Linked DNA regions of Sus scrofa: region 2 is linked to region 1. A link is a contact called in public Hi-C data. All regions are on one chromosome and are shown on one strand. The core of a region is the stretch at or near the end of the contact, and the rest is flanking DNA. Distances in the headings are between cores, read along the strand shown. Region 1 overlaps LOC102161175 (a long non-coding RNA gene). Region 2 overlaps RNF216 (E3 ubiquitin-protein ligase RNF216).

Evidence for each region. Hi-C and Micro-C count contacts between places; a contact is called where the count stands out from the background.
Region 2: a Hi-C map of retroperitoneal adipose tissue shows a contact between it and region 1, with 1.9 times the contacts expected there. A contact is called at or near these places in 4 of 5 promoter capture datasets (fetal liver, fetal skeletal muscle and liver), 30 of 47 Hi-C or Micro-C datasets (adipose tissue, alveolar macrophages, blood and 15 more) and 2 of 2 datasets of targeted methods (alveolar macrophages and skeletal muscle).

Annotation. Positions count from the first base shown.
Region 1 is chr3:4,103,038-4,109,131 of Sscrofa11.1, forward strand. It overlaps LOC102161175 (a long non-coding RNA gene), which reads right to left. Exons shown (of 3, transcript XR_001307295.2): 1 at 5,381-6,094; 2 at 3,706-3,856; 3 at 1,256-1,744. Among named protein-coding and RNA genes, the nearest start is that of ACTB, 16 kb to the left of the region's middle.
Region 2 is chr3:4,208,600-4,214,602 of Sscrofa11.1, forward strand. All of the region lies in intron 13 of RNF216 (E3 ubiquitin-protein ligase RNF216), which reads right to left. Among named protein-coding and RNA genes, the nearest start is that of FSCN1, 77 kb to the left of the region's middle.

The sequences.
Region 1 (6,094 bases), core at 1,649-4,148:
ACAGCCAGCCGGGGCCAGGGGAGCCCGCAGCTCAGACCCAAGCCTGCCCTGCCCTCCAAAGATCGCTCCGAGGCCCAGCCATCTGGAGGCCAGGAAACAAACAGTGGGTGCTCCATAAATGCAGCTCGGCGCCCTTGGGAGTGTGACTCATCTCTGTCCTGGCCCTGGGCTGGGAAGCAGGGCCTTTGGGTGTCTTCTGGTTCCACCCCGCGGTGGTGCCATGTCCGCTGAGCAGGGCTCGGCCCCTCTCCGGGCCTCAGTTTCCCCCTCGGTAAATCGGGGAGGCTGGGCCTGGCCGGCTGGGGTGGGGGCGGGGAGGAGGGGCAGCCCCGGGGGCAGCGCCCGCAGCGCCTCGGCCGCCGGTGCCCCCTCCCCAGGCTCCCCGCCGCCCCTCGGCCCCCCGGGCGGCCACGTCCGCCGCGCGCCAGGCGGCCAAAAAAGGCAAAGGGCGGCGGGGCGCGCCGCCAAACTTAGTCATCCGGCCCGCGGGCCGCCGGGCGCGCGCCGCGCTCAGCTTCCTTCCCGAACTTCCCGTGTTCCGAGGGGCCCCCCGAGGGGTCCGAGGTGCGGCTGCGCCTTTCGAAACGTCCCCGCTTCTCGGAAGGGCCTGCAGCTGCCGGGCCCGGGGGTGGGGCGCCCTCGGGGGAGGCTGGGGGCTTGGCCTGGGGGCGCCCCTGCCCGGTGTCCCCCGCCCCGCTCCCCCAGCCGGGTCGTGGCCCTTTAACCCCGGAGCTGCCGGCCAGCCGGCCCGGAGGGTGACCTGCAGAAGATGCCTGCGATCTCAGCGACGCCCCAGGGAGAAAAGTGCAGGCACAGTCAGGTCCAGTTTGTAAAATGGACCAACGGCCGGTGAAGCCGGCCAACGGCCGCCGGCAGGAGCCAGGAGAGATAAGAGGAGTGTGGGCTGAAAGAGGTGACCAGTGCTCCCGTCCCCGGCCAGGGGATGAGCCTGGGAGTGCCCAGAGCGCAACCTCCGGCTGCCCGGTCAGGTCCCCGCAAGGCCAAAGCTGACCAGTGGTGTCAGGCTGGGGTCGTCCAGGGTGGGGGGTGGTATGGGGGGGTATGGGAGGATGGGAGCCTTCCAGGGTGGAAAATTTCCGTGTACTAATTTTCTTTTCTTTGTCTTTCTGTCTTTTCTAGGGCTGCACCCGCGGCACTTGGAGGTTCCCAGGCTAGGGGTCCAATCAGAGTCGCAGCCACAAGCCCAGGCCACAGCCACAGCCACGCCAGATCCGGGCCACGTCTGCGACCTACACCCCGGCTCACAGCAACGCCAGATCCCCAACCCACTGAGTGAGGCCAGGGATCGAACCCGCAACCCCACACAGTCCCTAGTCAGATTCGCTAACCACTGCGCCAGGTCAGGAACTCCCTGTGTGCTACTTAGGGTGGCGACCCCACAGCTGTACACCCAGGAGCCAGCTGTACACCCTCAGCTGGTGACCTGTAGGTAAATTACCCCCCACTGCAGAACTGTAAAAAAAAGAACAGGAACACAGGACACTCCCATTTATCGTTTAGGGACGTCCAGGTAGGGACAAAGGCCACAAAACAGACAGGAAGGGGCCAGCACAGCTTCAGGGTGGAGGTGGGAGGGGGCATGGAGAGCGGCAGTCTACCAATCCTGATATCCTGTATTTCTTTGCGCAAACAGAGCTGAAGAAGATCCGGTGAAATGATTCCCAGAGCTGAGGCTGCCTTGTGCTCTTCTCTGTACTTTTCTGTATAGTTGATATAGTTCCCACTTTTCAAAAGGAGGGGAAAAAAGCACAGAGCTGGGAGTTGGACGTGGTCAGCCTCTTTGACCCTCAGGGTTTTTTAAAATTTGTTTTTGTTTTTTGCTTTTTAGGGCTGCACCTGCGGCATATGGAGGTTCCCAGGCTAGGGGTCGAATCGGAGCTGTAGCCGCCGGCCTACACCACAGCCACGCCAGATCCTTAACCCACTGAGCGAGGCCAGGGATCGAACCGGCAACCTCATGGTTCCTAATTGGATTTGTTTCTGCTGCACCAGAACGGGAACTCCGACCCTCAGTTTCTTCTGTACAATGGGCCAATGTGATAATCCCTCTGGGGCAAACTTACTAGAACCATCTGAGGTGGTGCAGGCATGAGCCCCTGGCACACAGTGGGTGGGTGCCGGGCAAAGGGGGCTGGCGTGGACTCTCCTTTCCCTCAGCATCTCCAGGAGAAGGGAGAATTTGCAGGGGCGGGGGCCAGGGTGGGAAGGTCTTCAGGCCACTGCTCCCTTCGGCTCATGGCCTGGCCTGGCTGGACAGGCTTGTGTTTCTGAGAAATGGGGCCAGCCAACCCCATGCTCTGCCTGTCCTGTCCTGTCCTGAGTCCTGTCCCTGGGGCGAAGGTCACTCCAGGTGAGGCTCAGGCTCAGCACACCCAGCAGGACACAAGCCAGCAGGGCACCAGGCCTTGGATTCCAGCTTCTGTGGCCCTGAAGGACACATGGGTGGGTGCCAGCTGGACAGTCCTGGAGCCCTGCCCCAGGAGGCCCGTTGATGGAGCACAGCCCCAAGAGCTCCAGAGCCCCGCTGTGGGCAAGCCCCGCCGCAGGGAGGAAGGGAGGAGGGCATGGGGTTGAGAAAGGGCATCCGGGAAGGGAGAGGGAAGAGAAAGAGGAACGACCATCAGCTTCTCCTCCCGGGACTCAGGAGCACCCCCAGGTGCGCGGACGGGTCTCCATGACCCTGACGGGGAGGGGAAGGAAGACCCCCAAATGCTGCAAGGTTAAGGGACGAAGTCAAGGAGACCCAGCTGAGATTGGCAGGCATGAGCAAGAGAGAGACGGACAGAAGCCTGGCCAGGGGACCACAGAGTAGGCTGGAGACGGACTGCAGGGGAGGCCCCGGTGCACAGAGGTGACAGTCGATGGAGAGGCAGACACCTCTCTCGGGTGCCCTCTAGTGGGGACATTCTCTTCCCTGGCAAGGTGGACCTGTGAGGTCCCCATGGGATGCATTAGGGATGGGCTGGATGCTCCCTGTGGGGCCCAGACCTCCACAGGCACCCCCATGCATGGCACCCCTTTCCCAGCCCTCCCTCGCCTCCGCAGGCCCTGCCTCACCCCAGGCCCTGCCTCACCCCAGGCCCTGCTGGACAAGAACTGGCAACAGGAAAGCATCAGGCCAGAGGAGCGCCCTCAGGTACCCCAGGGCCCAGGCGTCATCCACCCACCACCAAACGCTCCAGCTGCCGCCTCCCAGCCACCCTATGGGAGTGGCTCTTTCTCTCCCCCTTTTCCGATTGGGAAACTGAGGTCTAGAGGGTACCAGGCATGCCGGCCTCTCACACACACCCGCGCACCGTGATACTGGGTGCCCTGAATCTCCACACCTGCTGGGATGCAGGTGAAGGTGAGAATCCGGGTTTCTCAGCCTCCCCCGCTGGCAAAAGCAGCCCCTCATCCAGTATTGGAGAAATCGAACCTGCCCTGGCTGAAGATGCTGTAATACCCTCACCTGAAGGGACCCACTGGCAGGTTCTGGCCCCAGAACCAGCGTCAGATTTCAGCATGCCCCAGGAGCCCAAAGGTCAAGGTTAACCCTGGGGGAAACAATTTATGTTCCAAGAGAGACAAACATTGCTAATTTCCACCAGCAGGTACCTAGGAGCTCCAGAGAGATGGGCTCTACTGTATTAGGCCCACGGGGTGACACGGGCGCACTGTGACACTGGATTGGGCTGGACTTACAGGCATGGGCGCACATCCCAGACAGAATGTAATGTGTCAGCTGGTGTAGCTGGAAGGGCCTCCAACAATTTGCTGGTTCTGTTGTCTGAAGTTGCAATCCCTCAGTGGCCTGCATTTAGCAAGGCAGACATGGCAGAACTTCCAGATGTCACTGGAGGAAGAATCCAAAGAGGGTGATTTATCAGGTGTGACCTGTGTGCCTCTGAGAAGTCTATCAGCAAGGCAGTGCCCGCATCCCCAGACACCCACTGGCGATCCTGTGTGGGCCAGCGGGATGGAGTGATGCCTCACTGCCATGGGCTCCTGATCTCAGGGGGCTGATGTTACCTGGAATGACAGAGGCTGAGATGCAACCCTTAAGCGTTAGAGACAAGGTGGGCAAATTATAGAGACAAACTTATTTCCAGAAAGTTCTGACCTGCAGGGATTTGTGGTGGAGGCTAATGGATGGTGTTTCTTTTTTCTTTTTTTCCTTTTTAGGGCTGCACCTGTGGCATATGCAAGTTTCCAGGTTAGGGGCGGAATTGGAGCTGCAGCTGCCGGCCTACACCACAGCCACGGCCATGCCAAATCCAAGCCACATCCTCGATCTACACCCCAGCTTGTGGCAATGCTGAGTCCTTCACCCACTGAGCAGGGTGAGGGATTGAACCTGTGTCCTCACGGATACTAGTCGGGTTCCTAACCTGCTGAGCCACATGGGGAACTCCTGATTCTGCCTTTAAAGGAAAGGAAATTTTGCCCCATGCTGCAAGGGGAACCTCGAGAGCATTATGCTCAGTGAATAAAGCAGTCATAAAAGGACAAATTCTGTGTGATTCCACTTACATGAACCAGCTAAACTAGTCAAACTGATAGAAACAGAAAGTAGAAGGGTGGTTACATTGTCTGGGGGGAGGGTGAAAAGGGGAATTTATTGGGTAGAGAGTTTCAGTTTTGCAAAGTGAAAAAGTTCTGGAGAGCCGTTTCACAACAGTGCGAAGGCTCTTAACACTGCTACAGTTAAAATGGGCTAAAAAGGCAAATTTTATGTATATTTTACCACAATTTAAAAAATACAGTCCTGTCATGGCTCAGTGGTTAACAAACCCCAACTAGTATCCATGATGACGCGGGTTCGATCGCAGGCCTCACTCAGTGGGTTAAGGATCGGGCGTTGCTGTGGCCGTGGTGTAGGCTGGCAGCTGTAGCTCCAATTACACCCCTAGCCTGGGAACCTCCATGGGCAGCGGTGCGGCCCTAAAAAGACACCAAAAAAAAAAGGTAAAAATAAATGAAAATAAAAAATACAGTATGCACACAACTCACAGGCTTAATTTAATTTAATTTTTTTTTTTTTTAAAGCATGATTCTGAGAAGGGGCGCCGAAGCATCGTCATTTGCTAGACAGATCTGTAAGGTCCACAAACGGCACGCGAAAGGTTAAGAGCCCCGGCGCCTCCTATTGGCCGAACCTAGCAGGAATTCCGGGGCGACCAGGGATTCTGGGAATCGTAGTTTACAGCCCCTGGCCGGAGCCTCGCTGCTAAGGGTGGGCTTGGAGCTGGGAGACAATGGCTCTGAGACCGACATCCGGGCCCACGGGGGATTCGTCGCCTGCACGCTGGGCACACCTGACCCCGTGCAGCTCAAGGCAGCAGCCTGTCACACGTTCACACATACCGAGCACACACACCTGTCCATTTGCACCTGCACATCTTTTCCAATACAAGAAACCTCCGCATTCTCCCCAGACACATCCCCGCTGGAGCAGAGGCCTTGGCAGTGACCTTGGGGAGGAAGCGAAGAGTACAGACGCCCTGGGGAAGAAAGTGCCAGGCACAGACAGTGCAAAGTCCCTGAGGTGGGCGCCTGCGGACCACCAGGATGGCTGGGGGAGAACGGTAGGGGATGAGGTGGGGTTGGCCTCGTCGGCCACGTAAGGGCGCTTAGACAGACCAGTGGCCGGCTCTCCCAGGTGGGCGCTGGTCCGCTGCTTAGAGATCTGAATGACACTTATTGTTCTCACCACGGCTGCAGCGGAGGCCTCGGAAGTGACTCAGCGGAATTCCTGGGAGCTGGGGGTGGGCCCGCTGGGCAAGGGGCGTTGCCCGCGCAGAGGCCACACCCCCACGCTCTGGCTGGGGGCGGGGCACACCCACTCTGGTGTTCTCCGCCCCACCCCCTCCTGGCTTTGGCCGGCACCGGCGGGAACCGAGAAAAGAAGGGTGGGAGCACAGCTGGAGGGTTCAGGGAAAGGGGGGGCGAGCAGGAAACCTGGCCGGGGGGCATGGGCGGGGACTTCTCATCTTTCCGGAACTTCCATTCTTAAGACCAGATTTAGGTGAGGGGCGCAGACTAGAAGAAACTGGGGTGGGGTGGCGGCTGACTGTTTCAATCCCGGGCGCCC
Region 2 (6,003 bases), core at 117-2,616, 100 kb after region 1:
TCCTGTGACAAGCTCTGCTTATCTGCATTTCTCTGTCTTCTTGCTTGCCTCTCAACCCTGCTCTTTTCTCCAATGATGTTCACCTCCCCTTTCAGAACTGGACTTTTGGAGTTTCTACTGTGGCTTGGCAGGTTACGAACCTGACTAGGGACCATGAGGATGAGGGTTGGATCCCTGGCCCCGCTCAGTGGGTTAAGGATCTGGCGTTGTCGTGAGCTGGGGTGTAGGTCACAGACACCGCCTGGATCCCACGCTGCTGTGGCTGTGGCGTAGGCCGGCAGCTGCAGCTCTGATTAGACCCCTAGCCTGGGAGCCTCCACAAGCCGCAGGTGCGGCCTTGAAAAGCAAAAACAAACACATACCCAAAAAACAAAACACAAAAGAACTGGACTTATACGAGGAGAGAGAGGGCACATGTGAGCCTTTCCCTTGAGCAGTGTGCTGCCCTGTTCCTTTGAATGTGGCCCCTGTTCCCTTTTTCGGACCCTTCAGGACAATGCAGTCTCTCTAGTTTTCCTTTTCCTTCCTGTTCCCCGAGACAGACACAAAGGGTTGTTCTGTTGGAAGGACTGTACAGCTTACCATGCTGGGTAGACAGACAGCAGAGAAAAAAGGAGATACTGGAGCTCCCATTGTGGCTCAGTGGTAACAAACCCAACTCGTATCCATGAGGACGTGGGTTCGAACCCTGGCCTCGCTCAGTGGGTCAAGGATCTGGCGTTGCTGTGAACTACAGTGTAAATTGCAGACTTGGCTTGGATCTCATATTGCTGTGGCTGGTAGCTGCAGCTCCAATTCAACCCTTGGCCTGGGAACCTCCATATACTGTGGGTACGGCCCTAAAAAACAAAACAAAACAAAATCTCCCTCCCAAACAAACCCCCCCTCACAATAAACAGTAAAGGTACACTTTCAATCTTTGCCTCCTTGCTCCTTAAATGGAACAAAAAGGAAAGTCTCTCTTGGGAGCTGGTGACATGACGGAACACAGGGTCAGAAAAGGGAGGAAAAAATGTCAACCTGACACGGGGGCATGATAAGAAGTGCAACTGGGATTTCAAGCTATGGCACAGGTCACAGCTGCAGTTCCAATTCAATCCCTGGCCCGGGAACTTCCATACGCCGTGGGTGCGGCCAAAAAAATAAAAAATATGTAAAAATAAAAAAAGAAGTGCAAGTGGAAGAGTCCTAGTTTGAAAGTCACAGAAACAGGAACATAGAGGCCTGTCTCGATACAGAAACGCTTGGGGCTGTGGCCCTCCCAGGGCCTCGCTCCTTCCACGCTCCCACTTGACAGGCTTTGGCAGCTCCAGCTATGGCCTCAGTTCTTCCACACTTTTGTTACAGGAAACAGTAAGACAGTACGTATTTGGTTAGTATGTTAACCATCTGATGTCTCCAGGAACTATTACCCTCATACCCCTACACACATGGCCACATGGCTCCCCCTACTTTTTTATGGTCTTTTTAGGGCCCACCCACAGCATATGGAAGGTCCCAGGCTAGGTGTTGAATTGAAGCCGTAGTTGCTGGCCTACGCCACAGCCACAGCAATTCAGGATTCGAGCCATGTCTGCGACCTATACTGTAGCTCATGGCAACGTCAGATCCTGAACCCACAGAACGACTGCACGTCCTCATGGATACTAGCTGGGTTCATTGCCACTGAGAACAATGGGAACTCCCCACACAGCTCTTTATCCAGTTGAAAACCAGTCCTGTCCCTTAGACATATAAGCAGTCTGGTTTAAATCAATGATTTTTTTTTTTCTTTGTTTTTTGAGTGCCACACCCTCAGCATATGGAAATTTCCAGGCTTGGAGTTGAATCAGAGTTGCAGTTGCCAGCCTACACCAGAGCCACAGCAATGCCAGATCTGAGCCGTATCTGCGACTTACACCACAGCTCATGGCCACGCTGGATCCATAACCCACTGCGCAAGGCCAGGGATGGAACCTGAATCCTCATCGATCCTAGTCGAGTTCCTTACCGCTGAGTCACAACGGGAACTCCTAATCAGTGATTTCTGTTCTGTGGGAATAATACTATAAACAACATCAGAGAACACTTTAAAGCGGAGAAGTGGCTACGGATGGTTTCCTCAGAGGATGGTTACCTAGTTTCTCGCCTCTCAAAGGATGTGCAGCACTGTCCTTCGGTGGCGGGGGGCAGGGGGCCTGTTAGCGATGCAGAAAATCAGGCTCCACTCTAGACTTACTAAGCGGAGTTGTATTTTGATCAGATCACTACGTGAGTCCAACGCACAGGAGAGTCTGAGAAGCCTTGGCTGCTTCTTACACAGGTCTTGGTTTTGCTGATCCTTTTGATACCTCTACTCAGACGAGAAAAGAGTCAGGCTATCTGGGGTCTTCAGTGGATCAGTTTCGGCCACTGGCAATTTTTAGGGAAGCTGACTCTACTCACTATCCACTCTTTCGCACGGCTGCGGGGACTGGCAGAACCTACTCGATGCTCACGAAACCATCACTCCACCCAGCTGCAAGCGAAAGGTCAGCAACGCGTCCAACAGTAGGAGACAAAAGGTAAGAGAGAGTAAAGTGACAGGAAGGGCTAGCAGTGAAATCTCCAATTCCTCACGTTGGTAAACCAAACCTGAAGTTTCTTCTCGACCTTTCCAAACACTGCTGTTGAAAGCATGACCGTGAACGACGCATTTTGGAAACCACCTTGTAAACAAACGATGCTGGCACAGGGTCTCCAGGACTGTACATACACTGTGCCGGGCACGCACTCGCCCGACCGTAAGGGCTGCTTGCTGGTGCAGAGAAGGAGGCAGGACTTGCCTGATGCTGTGTGGAGGAAGCTGCCAGGAAGAGACATTTGGAACCAGGGAGAGTGTTGAAGTGATTGGTGATAAGGACAAACGGGCCTTTATTTTCCTGTTCGCTTATTCTTGGATTTAAATTTTCAGTACAGTTAGTCACTCAAGTAGAACACAAACTTTAGGATATCACTATCTCAAACACCATCAAAAGTGTTTGCTCAGGGAGAAAATAATCAATGGGGCACCCTTACCACTTGACCCCACCTCCACTTTTCCATTCCTTTTCCTCATGTTCAAAAATCCAAAGGTTACCTTTGGAAGCAAAAGTGCAACTAAGTGCTATAAATGGGTCTTGTAACACAGTATGTTGCAAATGTGACTTCCCTCTAGAATCTTTCTTAAGCTGTCTTTCAGCCTTTATCCATAGCCCCAGTCTCAGTTCCAGTTAACGCGGCCTACCCAGGAGGAACCTACCCTGCTGGCTGTATAAGGAGCCTGATCAGGGCCTTCCTGGAAGGCAAGCAGAGTCCAGCCCAGGAAGGTAGCACTGAAGGTCTACCCAGTAGGAAACCACACCACTCATGCCCCCTCCCCAGAAGGCCTACAGTGATCCCCTGAACACCTGGCCCCACAAAGAGCTGCCAGGGTTGTAGCCTGCCCTGGTGTTGCCAGTATCTTTGTTTTTCATCCTTAATTCCTTCCTTACAGCAACTGCTCCAAACAACAACATATGGACCATAGGATGAAACCTCACCAGAAGCCACTGCCTTCTGCCAGGCTTCCCAAGCTTTGCTCTACCTAGCTGCAACTGCCCTGGGCCCAGACGGAGGATGGATAGCCGGGAAATACACAGGGACATATCTGCTTAAGCTCTAATAGGCATGTCTTTGGCTCAGTGGTGAGCCCAATTACGACCACTCCTGTCTTATATGGCTTTCCCAACTCACAGAGACAGGCTAAAAAAGACAGGGTTTTTTAATTTTTATTTTTCATTGTTTTAAACAGTGGCCATTATGGACTGAATTGTTTTCCCTCCTAAACTCAGATGTCCTAATGCTCAGTACCTCGGAATGTGACTCTGTTTAGAGACAGGCCTTTAAAGTGGTGACCAGGTTGAAACTCCCTTGGGGTAGACTTTGCGCCCGCCCAAATGCTGTCCTTAGAGGAGGAGGGTATCAGGACATGTAGGAGAGACACCAGGCGGTGCATTCATAGCAGAAAGGCCTTGTCAGGATGCAGGGAGGAGGCGGCCAGCTGGGGAGAGAGGCCCGAGAAGCCAGAGTTGCCGACACCTTGATCCTGAACTTCCAGCCTCCAGAACTGTGAGAAAATAAATGCCTGTTGTTCCAGCTGCCAGTCCGTAGGACTTTGTCATGGTGGCCCTGGCCAACTAATAGGGTGGCCTTCAACGGTGATCAAACACCAGGTGGGGGTGGATCTGGAGAGGTCCAGACCCTCTGTGCATGCACTGTTGCTCTCTGACCTTTGTACATGCTGAGACTCGAAGTCCTCATTCTTGGGGACAGACAGGAATAGGCTGTGGGACTGTGACTAAGTCCTTGAAAACTGAGAGTGCCCCCAATCTATTTTCCATTCAGACGAACACGTGGCTTCCTGGAAGTGCGGCCTCTAAGTACCTGCTGACTTTGGGGAAATACTAACCTTGTAGTTATGCCAGTTACTTCTCTCTTTACTAATGGTAACATCAAATGATCTCACGCTGCAGAAAGATCACGCTGGAGAGCTTGTTTGCTAAACTTAACAGAAAGGAGCAAAGCAACCAGCCTTAGGATGTACCACTGCCCCCGTCAACCAATGCAGTGCTCAGAGTACGAGGAGACAGTTTATGCTACTGACCCATTTCGTTGAGAATTGGATTCTGAATTATTTTCTGAGAGTAAAGAGAGGGTTCCAGAATTCCCAAAATACATGTTGGAGTAAATTTGCATCCCTCTCCCTCCATTCTCTTGTCAATACCCAACAACAGATAGTTATACTTAAGTGTGATTAAATCTATTTCAACAAACATAAACCAGAAGGTGTATTAGGAAGTGGAAATAAAACCACGAACAAGACACTGTCCCTGACTTTCAGAGGAGATTAGAGCAGACCAGGAACTCAAACTCAAAATGTCCGTGTGGGCAGCAGGTAATGCAAACTGCAAGCAAACCACAATGAATCATGCTGCCCAATATTCGCCAAGCCAAAGTGAGATTCAGTTTGCCTCGGCTTTAAATGTGAAGCCAGAAACCTGGGATTTTACACAGAATCAGATTTTACATATCGGTTGCTAACTCAGTGGTTGTTAATGCTAGTGAGGATAAATGTGTACGGCTGTGAGCTGGATGCGGTGCTGTCCGTGCGTCGGGTTAGGGGTCTGCACTTAAAGCCCAGCGGGGGGATCAGCACTGGCATCAAGGAAACAGCCCGACTGTGGCTGAGAGTTCAGTCCTGTCTGCACACTCATCCGCCGCACTTCGGGTCCGGCAGCTGTCCTCGCCCTGCCTGGGGCCCTTTCTGAAGAGGTGCGCGTGCTCCTCCTAACGCATCAGGAGACTGTTCTCTCGTCACCTTCCTCCCCGAGCCCTGCAGCCCTCAAGACAAGTACAAGAGTTCACAGGGACGGTTGCTTAAAAAAAGCCTCTTTGACAAGAGCTGTCTTCTCATCAAGCCGAGATCATCAGGGAGCAGCGGCGTCTCCTCCTCATGACTAATTCACTTGTTCCAACAACAAGTGCTCATGCCAGGTCCTGAGTCGGTGCCGACTAAGAGATGGAGCCTACGGTGTTTCCGTCCAGGGATTGGCTCGCGTTGCGGGGGACAAGGAAGAAGGGTCACAAGGTGTCCTAGGGGCCCAGGGGAGGGGTTGGGGTGGGGCCTGGGAAGGCTGCACAAAGGAGGGGATCTGGCTGAGGTTCAAAGGTTGAGGCAGAGTCACCCAGGAGAGGGTGGAGGCTGTAACAAGTACAAGAGCAGAGATGTGCGAGGGCCAGGCGAGCGAGGGAACTCGGGTGGTGTGGGGCTGGAACACGGTGCCGCGAGAAGAAGCCGTGCAGGAGAGGAGCCTGGTGGCGCTGACTAGAGCCAGGGCCAGATGTGTAAGGGCTCCTAAGGGGCTGCCAGAGGGTTTGAAACAGGGAGACAACACGGCCAAGTGTTCTCTGGAAGATCACCCCAGTGCAGGCCTGGAGTGCGAACCCCGAAGTGGGAGCCTTGTG